2 separate regions of the Mus musculus genome follow, and region 2 is linked to region 1. Evidence: chromatin contacts called from public HiChIP or PLAC-seq data. All regions are on one chromosome and are shown on one strand. Each heading gives the region's core, a stretch centred on a gene start, on an enhancer-like site or on the middle of the called end of the contact. The rest is flanking DNA. Distances are from core to core; before and after follow the strand shown.

Region 1 (4,783 bases), core at 2,044-4,543:
GCAAACTAAGGAGTTGATAGCGGTGCCCTTGTAAACTTCATTACACACAGTAGAATCTGGGTGACCTGCCGCAGGAAATCAGCAAAAGAGAAGTTCTCCCACACCCCTAAAGAAGCCAGAAAAGGAAAAATGACAATGGCCTTGGGGCTCTGCCTCTCCAGCCCCAGCCAGAATTCCATAGAAAGTGACTGAAAACTGGCTTGAATAACATGACCCAGTGGGAAGTTTTGAAAATCAATTGGCTTCATGCCTTCTTTCCCCAGAACCTGTGTGTACACGCATCCGACTGGAACGTGCCCCTGTGTGGATGAGAATTATTTAACAGGAAGCAGAAAATATCCCTTTGCCACCTTCGTAATTAATTTCAGCGCTGCTCGGATTCCCAGAGAAAGAGATGCCAGACAGCAAACGCGCATGGCTGCCTTTTACAGGGACCCACTAATTGCTGCTGTTTATGTAGCTGAACACAACTGCTCCTGACCCCCTGTCTCCCTGCTGGCCTTCCCCCACCCCAACCCCCCACTGTGGCTGCAAGCTAAAATTCATCTCTTTGTAAATGAGGGGGATAAGTGTCTTCCCTTCCAGTATTAAAAATGAGTGGGGAAAAAAAATGTCCTTCCCCTAGAAGAAACCACAGAGCTCATTAGAACCAACCTCCCCGACAGCTGCCATACCTGGCACTGGGCAGAAGCAAAAGCCTTGACTCTATTTTAAGAGGGAAAAAGAATAATCAGCCACTGCAGGGCTGGGAAGCCCTCCCACGCCCACCCCGTAGAGTTCGGAAGCTACTTTCCCGGGGTTACTTTGTACACACTCCACTGCGGTTCTAATTTATTGGGCAAATCACCCTGGAAACACACCCTGCTGGTGGGAAAGAAGAAACTAGATCCTGTTGGACTGGGGGAAAAAAAAAACAGAGCTAGCAGGGCCAAGGCTGGACTGCAGACATGGGTGCCTGCGTGGGGCTTGTAATTCTTCCCCAGAGCCTGCCTTCTTCCTTAAGAAGATTGTTGCCTTTGTAAGCCATGATAAAAGACTGCCAAGTCAACCTGAGTGTGCACATAGTAGGACTCAGGAAACTGGGGCCTCTGACAGGAAGATGAAGTACTATTGATACACGTTTTGTGGAGGCCATGCAATCTCTCTGGGCATTCCCCACACTTGGCCTCTGAGGGAAATCCATAAACGCCGTAGCTAAAATATTGCGTTCTCGATCCCCATTCGCTGCTCAGCCCTCATTTCTGTCCCTTTTTTTTTCTGACTCAGACCCCATATGATCCAGAGTCTACACCAATGGCTACATAAGGGAAGCCTAGATTATACGAGTGGAAAGCAAAGAGACCCAACAAAGGCAAAGGGCAATGGGTGGGCTCTGTATAGCTACAGTTCCCAGTCCACCGAACTCGTTCACTGAGATTAGCAGCAACCCAAGGATACCCCAAGGTGGGCATTCTGCACTCCACACTCCCTACACACCATCCTTACGATGGTAACTGTGCCTAAACCTCCCTTAGAAGAGTCCCCTGGGTTCTCTGAGACTCTATGTTGTCATCATCTACTGCTTCAGCGACTGAATCCCTTCCTCCTTCCTCCTGCTCACAACCAAGTTTCTTCTTTCAGGACATTCCATCTGGGCTAGCCTCCAGAACATTCCATCTGGGCTAGCCTCCTGCAAGGCTGCAAGCATAGCGCTCACTCTGAGCCTTCTCTGTTTCTATCCATCACATGGTGAGGCTGAAGCATTGTCCCTAAGTGCCATGACAGGACATCTCTAAATACGAGCCCTTAAGAAGATCATTGAAATTCTCCATCATTGGGTACCAGCCCTGCTTCCTGCTCCCTCCGCTGTATTTTTCTTGGAACACATCTTATTTTGACAACTTACAGTCTATCAATTGCTGTTTGCCCCCCTCGCTTTTGTTCAGATAAAGTTTGCATTCTTCAAATGCTTTTGCATAATAGTCATCGTGAAACACGGACTCCTTTATTTTGCTCATTCCCTATAATTATTATTATTATTATTATTATTATTATTATTATTATTATTATTATTATTATTGGGAAGGATGTCACAGCCTGCGTGTGAAGGGCAAAGGGCAACTTTGTGGAACCAGTCCTCTTCCACTTTCATGTAGGCCAGAGATCCAACTCGGGTGTGGCCAGCACTTCTTTCTGACTGGACCCCCTTGCTGGCCTTCATATCCTTATCCTACCCCGCCCTCCTCGCAACTCTTTCTCTCATTTTCTCGCTCTTTTTTTTCAGGGTTTTTAAAAAGAGTGACATATAACAGAACCACTTTCAACACTTTATATGTGTTTGCGTTTGTGTGTGTGAGAGTGCACTTGTGTGTGGGGAGTGCACACTTGAAGCGAGAGTATGCATGCATGGGTGTGAGTGAGAGTGTACAGAGCAGAGGTCACCTAAGCAGGGACCATCTGCATTGTTTTCTAAGGTAGGATCTCTCAGTGGTCCAGAGCTCATCAGTAAGTGAGTCAGTGAACTCCAGGGATGGTGTGTGTGTGTGTGTGTGTGTGTGTGTGTGTGTGTGTGTACCACATGCATGACTGGTGCCTAAGGTCAGAAGAGGGTGTGAGGTCCCTTGAAATTGGAGTTACAGATAGTTTCAACCTACCCTGTAGATAAGACGAACCAAACCTGGGTCCTCTGCAAGAGCAACAGGTACCAATGAGCCATTTTCTTCCAGCCTCTGCATTCAGAGTTCTTAATGAGCTATCATACAAGCTCTTCGTCATATAAAGCCTTGGAACTCTTTTGACACATATTTCACACTTCAACGACACATCTTTTATGCCTGGCTCATCTCTAGTATGCGGTAGCCATTACGGTCAGACGGTCAGAGGCAACTACAGCAAACTGTTAGGAAGTTCTAGCCACGTAGCTTTGTTCAAATTAATTGGTCTCTAAGCATACTGCCTGCCTGAGACCCAGAACTCAGCCAAAAAGTCAAAGTGCAGCTGAACCTACTTGGCCCTCAGAGCTAAGCTGAGGGTCCCAGAACTGAGAAATCCCAGACAAGAAGCTTCCCTGTAGTGACTCAGGGATAATAAGATTGACCAAGGTGTTACACGCTGTGCTTGGCACACGGTGACCATCATCCAAGGCTCCTACTGAGTAACTATTAATGACACACAGCTCTGGGCAGGCACAGAAGTCAACACTGGGAGGCAGAGATGACAAGGACCCAGGGGAGTGACAGACAGGATAGCTCCGGGAGAGGAAGGATTAAGTCCACACAGGGCTCCAGCAGGGCTCCGGGTCTGCATTCACTCTGCATTCACTCAAGCTCCTTACAGCTCGCTGCAGGTGGCTTCCTTCAGCCTCGCTGCCTAAGTCCCACCTAAATCACCTTCTGTCAGACCAGCCCCGGAGCCGCGTTCCTCAGACTCTCGGAAAAGAAGGCCCTTCCCCGGACTCTGCTCTGATTTATCCCCGTGCAATTATGATGTCAGTCTGAATAAAGCAGAATTTGTGTTCCTGCAAGGCCTTCATAAATCCTCCTGGCCTCCTTTCCTCTCCACGGAAGACTAAATGCTCAGCTTCACAGAAAAGCGGATAACAGCTCAGGAAGGACACAGAATCCATAAGCAGAAAGAGGGGGACTGCGGGGGGGGGGGGGGGGGGGAGGGGGGGTGTGCAGGTCTGTGTGTGCATGCTTCTGTGAACAGGGCAGAGCTGTTTGGAGGCCCGATGGCTGAGATCCTAAAACTAAGGTCTCTTTTCCTCTTCTTTTTAACACAAGTTGTTCGCCCAATCTCTCTCATCATCTCCCAGAATATTCATTCATTCACTTACTCACTCGTTCACTCATTCATTCATCCATCCATTCAGGCTACCTGAATACAATGGCTGCCTCAATAACAGAAATCTGTGGCTTCACAATTTTTAAGGTCCGAAGTTCGAGATCAAAGCCTTAACAGGGGCAGTTTCTTGGGAGGCTTCTCTGTGGCTGGCAGAAAATCCCTTCTCACAGTATGGTTGACACTCTCACCTCCATAAGCCCATCCCTTTATTCAAACTTCCTTTCAGTTTCTTCTTCTTTTTCTTTTCTTTTTTTTTTTCTTTTTTAACTACATTTACTTCTGAGGGATGCATATGTGTGTGGTTGGAAGAGCCACAGCGGGCATGGGGAGGTCAAAAGGCAACTTGTAAGGGTCAATTCTCTCCATCTGTGATGTAGGTCTGGGGATCCAACTCAGGTCATCAGGTGGCAGCAAATACCTTCACCCACTAAGCCATCTCAACCAGCCTCGCTTGTAGATCCTCCTGTATCTGTCCTTAACTCCCAGGGAAGATGCTCACTCTCCTGGACCCTTCAGCCTTCATAGGAGCAGCTTCCTTGGCCCTCGCCCCTGGCCTCTCCTCACCATGCACAGACTCTTTATAGAACATTCGAATGTGGTACCCGGTCATCCCTCATCTCTTCCGTGCCCACCTTCAGTTACCACTGCCAGGCCATCACTTAAAAGAATCCAAACTCCTCATAAAACAAGACTCAGACTGGACCACAGGCCATAATGAGGATGGCAGCTCATTTTCCTCTTCAAAGACTCTGTTTGCAAAAACAGCCATCTTCCAGGTACTGGGAGTCAGTCGGGGCTTTGACATGTGCACTGGAGGGCTCAAGGAGTCAATAACTTTCACATATTTTAATGCTAAGAAAGGAAGATCTGAAGGACAAGAGGCCCAGAACCTAGGAGAAAGGATGCTACTGAGTAAGCCCGGCCCAACCAATCACAGGATGCGTCTTCCAGCTGGGGCACT
Region 2 (4,925 bases), core at 1,940-4,439, 290 kb before region 1:
TTTTCTTACTTGTCACGTTGCAACAGTTAGAAGAAATGAAGCCAGTTTGTTGGATTGATTACTGAAGGTGTGTGTGTGTGTGTGTGTGTGTGTGTGTGAGAGAGAGAGAGAGAGAGAGAGAGAGAGAGAGAGAGAGAGAGAGAAATAGAGAGAGAGAGAGAGAGAGCAGTTATAAGGCAACTTATTTCTATTAGGATTTGTTATTTTCTTTTCAAAATGATGTTAACAATTCTATGAAAGACAGACTCTCTATTTATTTGTTTGTTTGAACCAATCAGTAAGTCATGGGAATTCAAGGTTCTTGAATGAGCACTTCTGGGGAGATGTTATTAGGAAGGTTTGGGGTTCATCAAACAGCTTGTCTGTCTTCTGATGGTCACAAATGGAAGTCAGGGGAGCAAGTGGCTTGCAAAGGTCCCCTTGGAGGGGGTGCCATTGAGCTTGCTGTATGATGGTGGTGATGGGTGGTCTGCTGGCTCTTTTCCCTCTCCCCACGACCCTGGAGGAGTCTGTGCTAAGGGCAGCCCTCAGACTGTAGTGAGTGTCAGGTCTGATGCTGTCCAGCCCTAGAGACAAAGGCCAGCTAGCTGTCAAGATAAAAACAGCTGTTGGAAGTGGAGTCTGGGAAAATATTCCAGTAAAGAATCCTGGGAATTCTCGTCTTACACGGGGGGAGGTCTGGAGGGGGTGATAAGAAGGGGAAAGAAGGCAGCCTGTACTAAACCCCAGGAGACAGCTGTATAGCTGGAACTTCCTCTATTCCAAGTACCTGTGCCTTCTCAGTGCAATGAGAAAATCATGGAGGAAATACCATAGACCACATATAAAGGGGGCTGATGTTTTGCTTCCTTCCAATGCCCCTCATGAGCTATCAGTGTCTGATTTGAGTGCTAGGACATGCTGGGGCACCATCTCTATGGTGCCCCTGGGAGTGAGTGCCTCAGTATGCACACATTGGGATAGGTTCTGAGGAACCCTCTTTTTTAGTTCTGCTGAGCACAGAAGAGATCAGCCTGAGTAGAGGTTACCCTCACCAAGTACAGAAATAGCCATTGTTGAGTCCAGAGAGAGGAAGCCATGAACTATACCGGTAAGCCATGGGAGATCTGACACTACCGGCTTGCCAGCAGGAAAGCTTGTAGGACTTTCACAGTTCTTAAGGCCTCAAAGTCAAATGGTATCTCTTCCCATCCATGTAGGAAAGTATTTTGAGTTAAAAGGAGCTAGAAATCCAAATTAACAGAGACAAGAATTTTTGAGCTTTTCTAAAAGATAAAGAGAATATATTTTACTTTCCTGACAAGGTTAAAAAAAAAATGAGCTCAAAGTCCAGGGAGATGGTTCTGGGGGTAGAGGCACTTTTGGCTGTGCGAGTCTGGTGACCTGGGTTAGAGCTCCAGAAACCATACAAAGGATGAGAGGGAATGATCTGCAAGGCCGTGCTCTGGGTGAGAGGAGCCCTGTTGAGAGAAGGAAGGCATCTGTCAGGCCAGGGTGAGCTGGTATGATGGTTTGTGTATGCTTGGGCTAGGGAGTGGCACTATTAGGAGGTGTGGCCTTGTTGGAGTTGGTGTGTTAATGTGGGCGTGGGTCTAGTATCCAAGTCCTAGCTGCCCGGAAGTGACTCTTCCACTAGCTGCCTTCAGGTGAAGCTGTTGAACTCTCAGCTCCTCCTGCACCATATTAGCCCGGATGCTGCCCTGCTCCTGCCTTGATGATAATGGACTGAACCTCTGAACCTGTAAGCCAGCCCCAATTAAATGTCCTTTATAAGACTTGCCTTGGTCATGGTGTCTGCTCACAGCAGTAAAACCCTAACTAAGACAGTTGGCGTTTGATGGGGCAGAAACAAGACTATTCTGCTGGAGCAGAGAAGGTCAGGGAGCCGTTCCTTCACTGGGGACGGCTGCCTCACGGTCATTCAAAGATCTTGAGTGATTCTAAGTTTGCCGTGATGCTCACCATGAATCTGTACCGAACGAAGCGCTTCCACTAAGTTTGGAACCATGTTGGTGACAGCCTGGAGAAAGGATTGGGATTAGGAGTCACCTGCTAGCACTGATCAAGGGCTCAAAAAAGGCTTCTAGCATCTGCCTAGAGGGGGGTGGGCAGTGAAAGCAGTCTGTCCTTCAGTAAGGAGAACCTGGAGAGACACCAGTGATAGCAGCCTCTTGCCTTGGCTTCGTTGTGTTAGGTGGCAAGTCATAAAGAGAGGGGTGTTCAGTTTGTTCTCCAGTGTGACTGGTCTGATGAGAGATAGACATCCCATTTGTGGGTGTGGAGGGGTAGAGGTCAGGGTTCTGATTGGAACTTCCTGAACTCCAGCTTTCGGGGCTTTGGGTGGCAGGCGGGGGAGGGGCCCATGTCAGTTTCTTATGGGGAAGAGCTAGTGACTCATCAAAGATTAATGATCATGAGGGGAGGGAGGGTGGGAGAGAAGGATGATGTGGATACAGAGAGAGCAGGAAAGGAGGGCGGAGCTGAACCGGCCATGTAGCACCCTCAGTGATTCTCTGAATCGACATCTCCCAGCGGGGTAAATGACGACAGTCCTCGGGCATTTCTTTCCGACCTTCCTTCTCCTTCCCTGCTGCTCCCAGGACTCTTGATTCTTGCCCTGAGACTATGGTAAGAGGAGGGAGGACACCCAGTACTCTGTCAGGCCAAGTGGGAGAGAAGCCAGACTTGTTCAACATCTGTCCCATCAATCTAGACATGATGCTCCTCCCAGAAGCTCCGAGGAAGCTGGAGGAGACAGAGGCAGCCACCCCCGGGTCACAGGAAGGCCTCTGTGAGTGAGACCCCATCAGGGATGAGAGAGATGGGAGGTCCAGTGTCTCAAGGGTAGGGTTGGAGTCTGCAGTGAACCTCGGAGTCTTGGTCAGTCAGGGAGTCTTAACGACAGTGATGCAAGTGATCTTGGGTTTCCTTTGGGGTCACTCCAAAGCAAGGCAGAAAAGGTAGCTTTCTTAGTTTAAAGAAGACTGAAATTCACTGCCCACTGTTTTCTTTCTGTTATTTTCCTAGTTTCTTGATGCCTGTAACCTCCTATTCTCTGGGACTGCTCCCAACAAAGGAAGATCTACATGCTTTGACTGTAAGAGAAACTAGAGAGGGAGAGAGCCATCCAGAGCCCAGACCTCTCTTTCTAGAGAACTGCAAAACTCCGAGGTGGAAGCAGCTGCCAGTCAAAGGTTAAATAAACATCACACAGATGGGAAGAGTTAGAGAGGGCTTGGGAATTTGCTGGGGTCAGAACCATGTCTTAAAGGGCACACAGAGTGAAGCAAAGGGCTCTATGCAGAGACTGGGTTTAGATCTCTAGCCTTGTTAGGACTGGACATAAAAGGAGCAAGATGAAGTGTTTCTGACATTGCTTTCATCCCTCTTCAAGTCCCAGTGGTTTGAACAAGCAGCAAACCCATTGGCATTTGGCTATAAATGGAACGTGTGCCCTCATCCTCAGTTACATTTAAGAGAGCATCACTGAGCACCCCAGCCTGCCTGGTTCTTAGCTCAGCACAAGGCTAGCACCGAGGCTAGTGTCGAGAGAGGAGAGAGCCTCAGTACGAACTCCAGGGCCATCACCCTGGGAACTCAGGCTAGCAGCACCCTGTTGGTCCCCTTTGGCCCCATGGCAGGTGCCTCATCTAAAAGCACAGCAAGCTGGTAAGTGGCTGGCTGTCGTCATCTGCTAGGCTGCCATAGGAAAACGTCATGGACCATGTGACTTGGGTAACAGCCACGTGTTTGCTTGAAGTCCTAGAGGCTTTAAGTCTGAGGCTAAAGGGAACTCATCTGTCTTTGCAGGCTTAGCCATCTTCCCAGCATGTCCTTGTGGAGGTCTGGATTAGAAACATCCCCCATGGTCTCATGTGTGCCAATACTTGGTCCCCTCGCTGGGGTGCTATTTGGAGAGGTCTTGGGACCTTTGGAAGGTGGTGTCTGCTCACCTCATGTTACACATGAGATACTACCTCCAACCCTCTTGCCACGATATAGACTAGAACCCCCAAATCCTGGAAAGGCTCAGAGAAAGGCACTTCCTGACAATCCAGCCACCAGCCTTGGCTGGCATGGCTGCTGCCTTTGGAATTCTGTAGACCTGTACCCAGTGATGGAGTTGGAACAAGAGCCACATGCTCACACACACATGCAATGGCACCCAGGTAGAGATCACAGGACAGCTAGCTGGGGTCAGTTGTCTTCTTCCACCATGTGCATTCCAGGAGTTGAACTCAGGTTGTTAAGCTTGGCAGCAGGCACCTTTACCCACTGAACCAGCTCGCCAGCCCACATGGATGGGTCTTGAAACTTTTACTATATACTTTGAATGTCTTTTTTTGTGACTGAATTATTCACATTTTCTTACCCTGGCCAAAGTCTTATGCCAAATGAATGGTAGAACCAAAGAGAGGAAGACCATGCCTCAGGGGCCCAGTAAGGAGTTAACAGAACCGTAGAAGAAGATAGAAGTGGGTATAACGTGTTTGGAGGGATACCAATTCAAACAGCATGGTCCCAGATCTAGGTCCAGTTGGACCTCAAAGAGGGGACAAGAGGCAAGATATGCTGGCACAGTCGCTCATCCTAACAGATGGGAGAGGGGTGACGGCTATGGTTGGAATGTGGTTTGTTCTCCAAATCTGTGTGCTTGAGGCTGAATGGTACGGAAGCCAGACATTGGGAGCAGATCTCCTGCCTGATAACCAGGTGGAGTATGGTTCCTTCCATTGCTGTGGGTAGATGGAAGGGGACCCTTCTAGTTTGTCCCTGTGTAGTGTGTTGGGAACTGTTGATGCAATAGCTCGCACACGTCAAAGCCAAGGAGAGCTCGCTTATTTCCCCCTGAGTCAGATTCGAGTGGCCAATGGCTCAAAAAAAGCAATTCAGGTCGTCCCAAAGACACAGTCTACTGTGGAAAT

The links. HiChIP or PLAC-seq counts read pairs in DNA pulled down with a chosen protein or histone mark.
Region 2: an H3K4me3 HiChIP or PLAC-seq map of neural tube shows a contact between it and region 1, with 4 times the contacts expected there. The contact joins two enhancer-like sites. A contact is called at or near these places in 7 of 484 Hi-C or Micro-C datasets (the HL-1 cell line, the N1E-115 cell line, cerebellar granule neurons and 4 more), 12 of 115 datasets of contacts at active chromatin or transcription factors (SST interneurons, cardiomyocytes, embryonic basal ganglia and 9 more) and 2 of 9 other capture datasets (adipose tissue and pancreatic islet).

The regions. Positions count from the first base shown.
Region 1 is chr16:90,417,366-90,422,148 of GRCm38.p6, reverse strand. All of the region lies in intron 1 of Hunk (hormonally upregulated Neu-associated kinase), which reads right to left. Among named protein-coding and RNA genes, the nearest start is that of Hunk, 33 kb to the right of the region's middle. Within about 2 kb of position 3,293, at least 30 of the 459 cell types and tissues checked have an H3K27ac peak or open chromatin away from gene starts, as enhancers often do. A contact at or near this core is called in muscle stem cells and neural tube, where this site is marked.
Region 2 is chr16:90,702,160-90,707,084 of GRCm38.p6, reverse strand. No RefSeq gene overlaps it. Among named protein-coding and RNA genes, the nearest start is that of Gm46569, 7.4 kb to the left of the region's middle. Within about 2 kb of position 3,189, at least 12 of the 459 cell types and tissues checked have an H3K27ac peak or open chromatin away from gene starts, as enhancers often do. A contact at or near this core is called in muscle stem cells and neural tube, where this site is marked.